Regions from separate parts of the Mus musculus genome. Here region 2 is linked to region 1. Evidence: chromatin contacts called from public Hi-C data. All regions are on one chromosome and are shown on one strand. The core of a region is the stretch at or near the end of the contact, and the rest is flanking DNA. Distances in the headings are between cores, read along the strand shown. Region 1 has its middle 45 kb from the start of Gtf2e1. Region 2 overlaps Fstl1 (follistatin-like 1).

Region 1 (5,563 bases), core at 1,368-3,867:
CCCTGAAAGTTGTAAGCCCCAAGTCCCACGCATTCCTGATGTAGCTTCCTCATTCCCGTCCTGTATTAGGGTGCTCAGCCGCAGAGGTGTAAAACACACCACTGGTGTCACTGATTTCCATCTGGCCCTTTCAGCCGTGCAGATCTCTCAGTGGTTCCTCCCACAGTTGATTCTCTTCTCTTTGGCTTTAGCCAATCTGTTCATAATCTTGGTATTCTTGTGCCTTTAATATCTGAGTTCAGTTTGCCCTCATGAAACTTCTGTAGTAAACTTTTTCAACTGTCTATTCACCCTCTCTGTTTCCTTTCTAATAATGCCCATGTTTTTTCCTAAGGATAGCTTTCCCAGGAAAGTGTGCATTCTCCCAGAGCGGTATAGCTCAGTGGTTGAAGTTAGCGGTGGTCATGTAACTTGTTTTAACCAATTGTGGAGAGAAATAACATATCATTAATGCATGATTTATCTTCCTCCCTGCTGTAGTAATTACTAAACCCTACATCAAGATGAAGCCTCCATTGTCCTGTATCCCAGGATGACTATAATGGTTGAGCACCCCCACCCCCCAACAGGTCAGTTTACCCTGTCACATCAGGAGACCAAGAAATGTATATCTGCTGGGTTTAAGCCACTGGGTTTTGGAGGTTGTATTACCGTTGCATAAGAAGGCTGGCCTAACAGAGCAATCTTGGTTTTTTTGACAGTGATCAGGAACTTGGACAAAGTGAGCAGGCAGTCTACAGTGTTTAGTGGCCAAGGAGTTGGTTAAGAAAAATGCTCATGGGTCGGTTGTTACACTAAGACAATAAGGAAAGGTTCCTGTGGCTTCAAGGAGGAAGTCTTTCACTTTTATAGATTCATGGGTATTAGATCTCAAACCCAGGACAATGGCCAACTGAGGTGCATTTCATCATCAAATCCTACCATGGCCTCCAGGTTCTCCCAGCATCCCCCAGTCTCTCTACCTGTTACAGGGTCCTGTTGACTGGCATACCCTACCCCTACCCTAACTATCTTCAGCCCAGGGGCTGGGGTGCCCTTCCCTCAGCTGCCCTCCCCTGTACGCTTGAGCCATCTGGGTTACCTGGCTCTTTAGGTTTACTGTTTACCCTGTCAATCAGTCTCTTGGCTCAGGCCGCCCCACCCCTCTTAGTTGGGTGCTCCGCCCCTCTTTCCCTTTTACCCTCATGGCCGACTCGGGGTCATGGTCACTCTGGACTCTCCCAGATGTCTCTGTCTCTGACTATGCCCCCCTTTTTATCTGCACTAAACCTCCATCACATCAGGAGCGGCCATGTCCTTCCTTTAGACCTTTCTTCATCTGACCATGAAAGACGAATTCCCATTTCCCTGGCTCTTATGTGTGAATGTGAAGTCTGGAATTATTAGGAAAGCCATCTCAGTACCAGCCTTCTGGTAAAGCCATCATACAGGAAATATGTTTTTCAGTTAGAAAAGCCAATAATCCCCTTTATTGTTTAAGCCACCTGGGTTGGGTTTGCTGTAAACTTCAAAAATATTGAAATAGGTTACTTCCCTCCTGTTATTTCTACTTCTCCCTAGCTCATAAGGTCTCGGAGAAGCAATAAGTACCAACAGCATCCATTTGTAAAGACCTGCTGCACACAAGCCACCATATTGATCTTCAGAAGGAAAACAAATATATTCCATATCAGGGTAGCAAATATATGTGTGAGCTCCTTGAGAGAATCTTTTCCTATGTATATTTGTTTCCCTGGCAAATAACACGTAAGTGGGTGCCGGGCAAATATTGTATTAACCGAACAGACATAAATTGATATTTACCCTACAATATTGTTGAGTCTTCCGAGCTTGAAAGATTCAAGAATGATACAAGATAGTGTGTGCTTTTCGTTCCAAGCCTGAACACCCAACGTATGCAGTATGAACAACGTGAGGGGAACAGTGCATCCTTGCCTGAGGGTTGGAAGCAGGAACACAGCTTTTCTGGAGAAAGCCAAGGTTAATCTTAAAGCAGGGCTGGGTGGGTCAGGGTTAGAGGGGGGCAGAGTGGAATCAGCATGGTAGAGTTGGGGTAGAGTTTAGATACCATCTGTGGTTAGGGAATCACCGAAGCATTGCTATACGATCAGGCTACCCTGGGAGCGTTCCCTCCATCCATTTGATGCTCATTATTTGGTGCAGGCACCTACCCTGACTCTTGCTAACTCACATGTTCAGATTATCCCCACCTAGTAGGTCATTACATATGCTTATAAAATTGCAGATGTCTGTCTACCTGCCATTTCTCCCCGGAGAAAGTATAAATTCCCAAGGGCATGTGGCAAGCGTCCTGCCTCTTCTCTGGCTCTCAACTTACTGCTGAGTGTGTTCACACACAGTAGGTCCTCAGTTAAGTGCCTACTGTGTTTGTTGAGTTGCTGCCGAGGATTTGGTTTTGGGGGATGATGTTATTTGCCTCCTGAGCCTGGTTTTCAACACATCAGTGCTTCATCAAAGCCCTGTCAGATCGGATTCTCAATAGGGTATCTTAAATACATGCTATTAAAATACCTAAATAGATGTGCCATCTGTTTCAATAGACTGAGCCTGGTGAATCAGCAGGAGAGGTGGGAGGCTGATCCAGCCAGACATGAACCAGTTGGGTGGGGAACAAGCAGCTAGCTCTCTCTGTGTCTTTACCACTCTAGAGTGCTCTCATCGGAATCTACAGATTTATAGGAAAAAACAAGATCAAGCAGCTAGCAAAATGTGAAGACTTGGGCGGCGTCTGAGCTAGTTAACGGCCATCTCTGCCTGGAGCCCTGCATCCTGCTATGGATAATGCTGAAACCTATGTCAGAGCAGGAGAAAGAAGAGCCGAGGGACATGCCCTTTCCCTGTTCTGGGCCTCCAAAATCTAGATCTTTGGTTTCGTGCAAGTTTATAAAGCATTAAGAAAAAAAGGAAAAAGAAAAGAAAAGAAAAAGTCAATTCATTTTGGGAACTGTCACTAGTGAAGTCACCCAGGACTTAAATCACTAAAGTCGAATGTAATGGTGGGAAAGGGGGTCAGAAGACAGTTTTTTTTGTACATTTCCCCTGGTGATATGCCATCAAGCCTGAGTGTCTAAATGCTCTAGGCTGCCAGGAGCCTGACCACAGTTAACTTCTTTCTCCCATTGCCCTTGTGATGCTGTGGCAGAGCCGGCCACTCTTGATGCTACCATTAAAGAAGGAAACAGATTCTTGGGTCACTCATCACCTCCCAAATCATGTTGAGAATGTTCTCTGTCTGTCTGTCCATCCCTGCCTCCCTCCATCCCTCCGTCCCTCCCTCCCCCCATTACTTCTTTTCCTTTCCATCCTCTAGGATTGTATCAGACAAGCTAATACATAAGAAAAGGCTTTACTTAAAAGGCATGTTAATCAGAGACTCACTGTCCTCCCAAGTTCAAGCTCCCAAGAAAGCAGGTATAAAGATCCTTTTCATCACCCGTCTCCTGGAGAGGCTGACTGCCTGGTTCCTGAGGCCCAAAGGGAGCACATTTGTCTGATCAATTCACTGGGGTCCAGGGTCAAGCCCTTGTCTTTGCAGCATCGGGAACTTGGTCTTGGCAGAGGCTCTGAGTTGATCAGACGCAGGACTGCTGACTCATGCTAACCCACAAGAGACTGATCTATAACCAGCATGGCAGTTTATTAATTTACAGTGGGAAACATTTGGCCTCATCTGCCCCTTCTATCCCTGTAGGCCAGTTGCATGGGAAGAGAGTTCATCAGAAGGTGGCTCGGTGAGCAGGAAACATTGACAAGGCAAGCTGGAGGATTGAAATGCTCAGCATCGCCAGGCAATGCCTATCCAGGGTCCCCGGCTCCTCCAGGCAAACTAGGATTTCAGGTACCTCAGTGGGGAACTTTGTTCTAGAACTAGGCTTGCACAGGTCATAGTCTGTGCCAAGACTCTCTGTTTCCCCACATTGCTTCTTCTGGCCATTCTCTCCACAGCACAGTACACTGGGCTTTCTATAGACTGTTCCTCATCAGACTTCCTGCAGTGGAACCGGGAAGTATCTGCTGGTTACCACAGCAGCACCTGCATCCATGAGAGAAACACAGACTTCTGTAGTGTATGGGAAATTCTAATTTATTAAGCTCAGGGAAGGGTCAAGGAAGCTAAATGTTTATGGGGTTCCCAGTGATGCTCAGGCCAGGGAACAACTCCTGTGAAAATATTGTTTCAGAATCTCTTACATCACCTTAAGATGACTGCATATTTTCATCGGGTCCCCTTTAGAGTGATTGTATATTGCTAATTTTCAGGGCAAAAAAAAAAATGTTACTTTGTAGTTCCTGTGTGTGTTGGGGGGACAATCACCATTGCCTCTTTGAGCTTTCCTTCCTCTAATCCTCCCTTTTCTTCAGCCCCGCCCCCCCCACTTCCCTTTCATAAATATTTATCAATACCTAATGCGTAAGGTAACTTCAGAGGATGTTATGGCAGCTGATGCTCCAAGTGCCAAAAGCAAAAGCTGCTTTAAGGTGATTATGGACTTTGGGGATTTGGATGTACAAGCCTAGTGCAGACTGTACTGAGGCCAGCCAATTAAGTGGCGATCTGATATGAACAACCTAGAAAGGGGTAGCAAGTACCAGTGGTCCATGAGTTGATGGATTCTAGAACATACCCTTATACTTCCAAGTTGTCTTAAGGGACACTCCAGGTACTAAGGCCCATCCCACCTCTAACTAGGAAAACAGCGTCTCCTCTTCCTCAGCCTGGTTCCTACCTTGCCAGCTCCTGGTGGTGCCTGGCTTCTACTGGAGCACTGAAATCAGGGAAGCAAAGGACTCCAGTAAGCACTGTTTTATACCCAGGCATTATGTTCCCCAAATGGATTCCACCAAAACAGATTTTGAAATCCTCATTTTCCAGAAGAAATTGAGGCTCAGAAAGGTTAAGCACTTTGCTAAAGGTCAGAGGTGAGCAATGGGATTGAATTCCAGGTTTACTCAGTTTTAAGTCCTGTCTCGGTTTTTCTGCCATTCTATACTGTTCATAGATGGGGGCGGTGCATGCAGGAATTTTTGAGCATGAGCTTCACAGTGCTGTGCATATGTATTTATAGATAATTCTCATAATTTCTCTCTGCAAAATGACATATATAAATACACATCTTCTAAATATATGCTGTAATGATGACTATCATATTCCTACATATAAAATATACTAACGTCGAAATCTGCATTTGCTTATATAGCTAGTTCTGATTTATTTATAGAGAAGAATAAAGGCTCCAGTGGAACAGGGTGGGAATTGGGGTACCTGGCCATTCACTTACTGTTTTCAGAAAAGACTCCATTTCCTTCTGAGACTCATTTCTGCCATCTGAAGAGAGGTTTGATTAGGTCCCTAACATGCTAGGTTTCGAAGGACCCAGTGACAACTGTTACTATGTTTTAGATCAAAGTGTAGAACGGGTATGCTAGATTAAAAATAAAGTGAACAATGGGGATGTAGAGATGGCTCAGCAGACAGGAGCCCTTGTTGCTTTATAGATGAGATAAACTGAGCTTGAGCTTGGTCCCCAGGACCCACGCTGAG
Region 2 (5,295 bases), core at 105-2,604, 320 kb before region 1:
TCCTACTGAGCAAGTTCTCAAGGACCCCCTAAACAGTCAGCACCCCCCATGCCTGACACCAGGACTCACCTCAATGCAGAGGCACGTGGGCTCCCCCTTCTCTGTGACGGCACATTCCCTGCCAGCTCCACAAAACACATTGGCGCAGATCTTGGATTTGCTTCTAGGTTCCTCCTAAAACACAGATCATAAAGGATGCCACGTTACTGAGATGAGCCCATCACAGGATGAAACATTGGTGGTAATGACCTTTCAGGCTTGGGGCTTCCGTGTGCCAAAAGTTATCTTTTAGCATCAGACTCACAGGCATTGTTCTGGCTCAGGTACAGGCACTGAAGATTGTTCCCCTGTGAAGAGTGACTTTCTTGCATCCTTCCTCATTAAAAAAAAATACGGTTTGAGCATTTGTGATAAAGCCAGCACTATGCTAAGGGCTAGAGCTACACAGGGCAATCTTTGATCTCATGAACTCTGTGACTCTCAGGGAGGAACACATATACGGAAGGGCCACAGTGGGTGCTCTGGGGAGCAGGGGTGTATGGGAGAATCAGATGGCCCTTTCTGAAGATTCCACACCTTAACTGTCTCTTTAAGGATGAGAAGTCTAAGCTAGGAAGAAATGGAAACACTGGAGACACATCCAGACATCTTAACACCAAGGTATTTACTGCAATACCATCTGAAAGGACCGAAGGATGGTCACCATGTGGATATGCTATGATATCCAGCCACTCTCTGTGTGTACCCAGGCTACAAGATGAAGAGGACCAAACCCACTCCAAAAAGAGTATGGCCCCCAAGCTTCTTGCTGGTCAGGTTTCCTGTTCAGACAGATGTTACAGAACTGCAGGGAGAGGAAGGTCTGTATGCCACATGTGGATTGTGATAGGACCAGTTTGTTGGTGGTACATTCCTTTACTCCCACGACATTCACCCCCCAGCTCTGTGGTAGTGGTGGATAAACAAAGACAGGGATTCCCCCGGGGCCTCTGTTCCGCCAGGCTGGGCTGGCTGAATCACCCAAGGCTTCCAGGCCTTAGACGACTGGGCTGGAGCTGGTTACAAAACAACAAAGACAGAAGAGGCCTACGAATGACTTGGGTAACAGCAAAGTCCACATTTCCAGCCCTTGCCTACAGTGTATCTAAAGAACTCATACCTACAAGGCTTACTGTAACAGTAAATGTTTTAAACGGGGGAACCAGACACACACACACACACACACACACACACACACACACACACACACACACACACACACACACGGAAACAAAGTAGAGGCTTGAGAGGTGATGGGTCCATAATAGCTGCTCTGCTGCCACTTGGAGGCTGCTCTGCAAACTCCAGGTTATTCTTGTCTCCCATAAGCCCCCTTGCCTGCCATGCAGAGCTCTCATTGGTCTAGAACTCATTTGCATGCTCAGATCTCATTGGCTTAAATGCTGTTGCTAAACTAATTTTTTTTTTTAAAATGTTGCTAAGGAGAATTCAAAAAAGCTGGCAGACAGTGAAGAAAAGAGGAAGTAATTCCCAGAAGGGTGGAGGATGGATTTAGATCTTTGTTTCCTAAACAGAGAGGGGGAATAAAATTGAGCAAACTCTTCAGACAGACAGGGCTCTCCCTCTTGTGGGAGCTGTGTCTCCGAGCAAAAAGCAGAGCCAGAAGGGAATAGAAAAAGACAGTGCTGATTGTTATAAAAGACAATTCCAGTGGCCTCTTCAACTTCCCTGAGCTGAACACTTTAACCCCTGGGCCTATCACAGGAGCTGAAGATACACAAATGCACAAATCAGTGAGCTTTGGCATATGTCTGCATTCAAGGAAAAACTCAAATGTTCCCAGTGTGTACTTAACTAGTCCCTCTGATCCTTTAAACTACACATCTCCTCGTCTGTGGGGCAGGAGAAAATGGTGGGTGGGGGAGGGGGCGAGCATGATCAAGGGGACACCTTACAGGGCTGCTTGCAGAAGATCCTGCCGAGTTCAGAGCCTCATCTTGTCTCATGTGCATGTTTATTGTTTAGTTATTGGTGTGTGGGAGGGGCACACCAGTCAGGGCAAGTTTGTGGAGGTCAGAGGATGGCTTTTTGGGTGTGTGTGTGTGTGTGGGGGGGGTTCTCTTTCCATCGGGTGAGTTCCAGAGATTGACCTCTGGCCCTCTGGCCTGGCTACAAGTGTTTTTACCCAATGAGCTACCCCCTCTTCTCTCCTACTGTGGTAAATATTCCTAATAAACACTATTATGTGGAATCTGAATTCAACCCAAGTCATTTGCACAGGTAGCTCACTGACGTTATGTTTGGAGGAGAACACCTTTTTCTTTCACCCTAACAACTAGTACTTGAAGAGTGCAATTAAAAACGTGAATGTTTTCACACACAGCATTTCACCTTACTGCATGGCTAACCTGAGAAGAGCATGCATATGATTATTAGCTCCATTTTACAAACGAGCAATTTGAGGCCCCAAAAGGTCAAATAATTTGCCTAAGTTCCCCAAACTAAAAAGAGAGAGAGAGAGAGAGAGAGAGAGAGAGAGAAACCTCTATTCAGCCCACGGGTAACTAAGAATCCATTTGTAAACACCTGGCTTCCCTCAAAGTGACCTACTATGGTTGGTGCTACTTAAGCGCTCTATATGTTCCTAATTCCAGAGTCATATTATCCCTCTTTTACAGGTAGGAAAGCTGACTTGAGAGGCCCAGTAACAAAAAGCGATAGAGTTGGATGTTCCTCCAACCAAAGGCAAATGATTCCTTTATGTTTGGTTGATTCTTACATCCGTATGCATTAAGGTTAGGGAAACTATAATGGGAATATGGATGTTACAATAGCAAGTGTAAGGCGTTTAGATCCCATATGCAGCACTCATACCCAGCCCCCTTCTTTATCTGCCACGAGTATTCTCTTGCAACCCCCTTCCTTGGGTGCAGACATAAAACATTGAAGGTTAGAATTGTCTTGAGAATTAACTGAGCCGCGCCATGTGCTGTGTAACAGGAAGCGACTGTCACTACAGGGGGTGATTTATTTTCAGTTTCCCCTGCGAAATGATGTCACTGTCACCTTGGACTGTCATGTCCCCATTCTTCCCTGTCTCATTGACAGTGGAAAGGTACGCCAGTGCCGAACTGACAGGATGCAAAATGCAAAGGGCCCAGCAACCCCTGGAGGGCCTTTCATACAGCAGAGATGGAGGAGGCTCTGGTTATATAAGCGGTCTCTTTGCAGGTGATATATCTGTCAATAGGTGGCAATCTCTCTCTTTGTCTCACACAGCCCTGAGCCGCATTGCAGAAGAGCCTTCCTGGCTGCTGCAGCCCCGCTCTGTCCTTTCAGTGAGAAATACAGGCGTGAGGGAGAGGAGGGTAGACCCGCCAGGGACACAGGCAGAAGGATCTGCCAGTGTGGGAAGGCTGTCTATTCTGTGGTGCTCAAAGCCATTCCGTCACCTCCTCACAGTGAGTATGCTTGATTACAGACGTCAAGGTCAAAAATGAAGGGCACTTCCTCTAGGGAAGCATTTCTTTGTGCCATTCAAAGCTGTCCATTAAACCCCAACATCTTTGAGAAGCCAAAGTATTGGAGCCATTCCTTAAGGCTGTTGGAAAGTTCCTTAGAGTCATAAGTGGGCTTCTGTGGAGTGGCTGGTTCTGGCCAGAAAGTCTAAGGTAGTAACCTAGTCAGGGGTTGCAAAGGCCTTAGGCCACGGGCTGACATACTGATGCTAACTCAGCACCCACAACAGTGCGCGCCTCTGCAGACATCTGTGCTCACCATTCCTGTTCAGGTGTTGGCATTTTCAGTTGCATGTAACAAATGAGGAGTATTTGGGACTCAGAAAAGCTCCGTGGAAGCACCAGCGACAGGCAAGTCACGAAAGGGACACAAGTTGACCTAGTCCCTGAGTCTCCACAGTCCCTTCTCAAGTAAAGCCAAGAGAGGGTGCTGCAGGCAGAGGGGCCAGCTGCACGGCCTGGCACAGGGATGGCGTGCAGCTCTTTCACTATTTACACTGTTTACACTGTCATCAGTCATAATGACTTTTGGGAAAGATAACCACATTGGCCTGTGCACAGTCTCCATACAAGGTCTCAGGCATGTCCATTCTTACAAATGTGTGAACAGACACATAGACCTGAATGTACTCACGATGGATGAAGTATTAATAGGGGCTATGTTCTTTTTGTTTTGTTTTGGTTTGGTTTGGTTTTGGTTTTTTGAGACAGGGTTTCTCTGTATAGCCCTGGCTGTCCTGGAACTCACTTTGTAGACCAGGCTGGCCTTGAACTCAGAAATCCGCCTGCCTCTGCCTCCCGAGTGCTGGGATTAAAAGGCATGTGCCACCATGCCCGGCTGCGGCTATGTTCTTGAAGCATGAATACCTAGATGTAGCTTTAAAAGCCAACAAAACACTTGTATGGTGGCCCGTGAGAGACTGAGGCATGAAGATATTGAGTTAGGCTGTTGTGGGCTACATAACAAGATTACTGTCTAAAACAACAACAACAACAAACAAACCCAAAACTACAAAACAAAGCAAAAATCCCCCAAGCATCAACAATTAAAATAAATAAATAAATAAATAAATAAATAAACAAGTAATAAATAAATAAATAAATAAATAGAAACTCAACAAGCTTTCTGCTGCTGTTTTAGTTAGGGTTACTATTGCTGTGATGTAACACCATGACCAAATGCAACTTGGAGAGGAAAGGGTTCATTTGACTTCCACTTCTACATCTCTGTTCATCATCAAAGGTCAGGCCAGGAACTCAAGCAGGGCAGGAACCTGAAGGCAGGAGCTGAGGCAGAGGTCATGGAGGAGTGCTGCTTATTGGCCTGTTCCTCATGGCTTGCTCAGCCTGCTTTCTTACAGAACCCAGAACCACCAGCCCAGGGATGGCACCACCCACAGTGGGCTGGGGCCTCCCCCATCAACCACTAATTAAGCAAATTTGCTGACAGCCTGATCTTCTGGAGACATTTTCTCAAATGAGGTTCCCTCCTCTCCAGCTTGTGTCAAGTCGACATAAACTAACATAGCCTCCAATAGAAAAGCATTAGGAACTTGTAGCTAGGATCTTCCACCTTTGACTTGTCTCCATGTTGTCTTCTGAATGCATATGACAAGCTAGACTTTGAAGAGTTAGTCTCATGGCTAATTTCACACTACAAATTCTTCTGGGCCAATGAATGCCTTTTACCAGTTGACAACTTTCAGCTCTTGCATGTTAACGATGCTGTGTGATTGCATAGCAATTTTTAAATCAATTAAACTTATTTTAAAAATTG

What was found. A called contact is a pair of places that touch in the nucleus more often than the background predicts.
Region 2: a Hi-C map of cerebellum shows a contact between it and region 1, with 1.8 times the contacts expected there. The contact joins two enhancer-like sites.

What each region holds. Positions count from the first base shown.
Region 1 is chr16:37,492,300-37,497,862 of GRCm38.p6, reverse strand. No RefSeq gene overlaps it. Among named protein-coding and RNA genes, the nearest start is that of Gtf2e1, 45 kb to the left of the region's middle. Within about 2 kb of position 2,617, at least 16 of the 459 cell types and tissues checked have an H3K27ac peak or open chromatin away from gene starts, as enhancers often do. A contact at or near this core is called in cerebellum, where this site is marked.
Region 2 is chr16:37,810,585-37,815,879 of GRCm38.p6, reverse strand. Fstl1 (follistatin-like 1) reads right to left here. Exons shown (of 11, transcript NM_008047.5): 3 at 70-174. Among named protein-coding and RNA genes, the nearest start is that of Fstl1, 36 kb to the right of the region's middle. Within about 2 kb of position 1,354, at least 176 of the 459 cell types and tissues checked have an H3K27ac peak or open chromatin away from gene starts, as enhancers often do. A contact at or near this core is called in cerebellum, where this site is marked.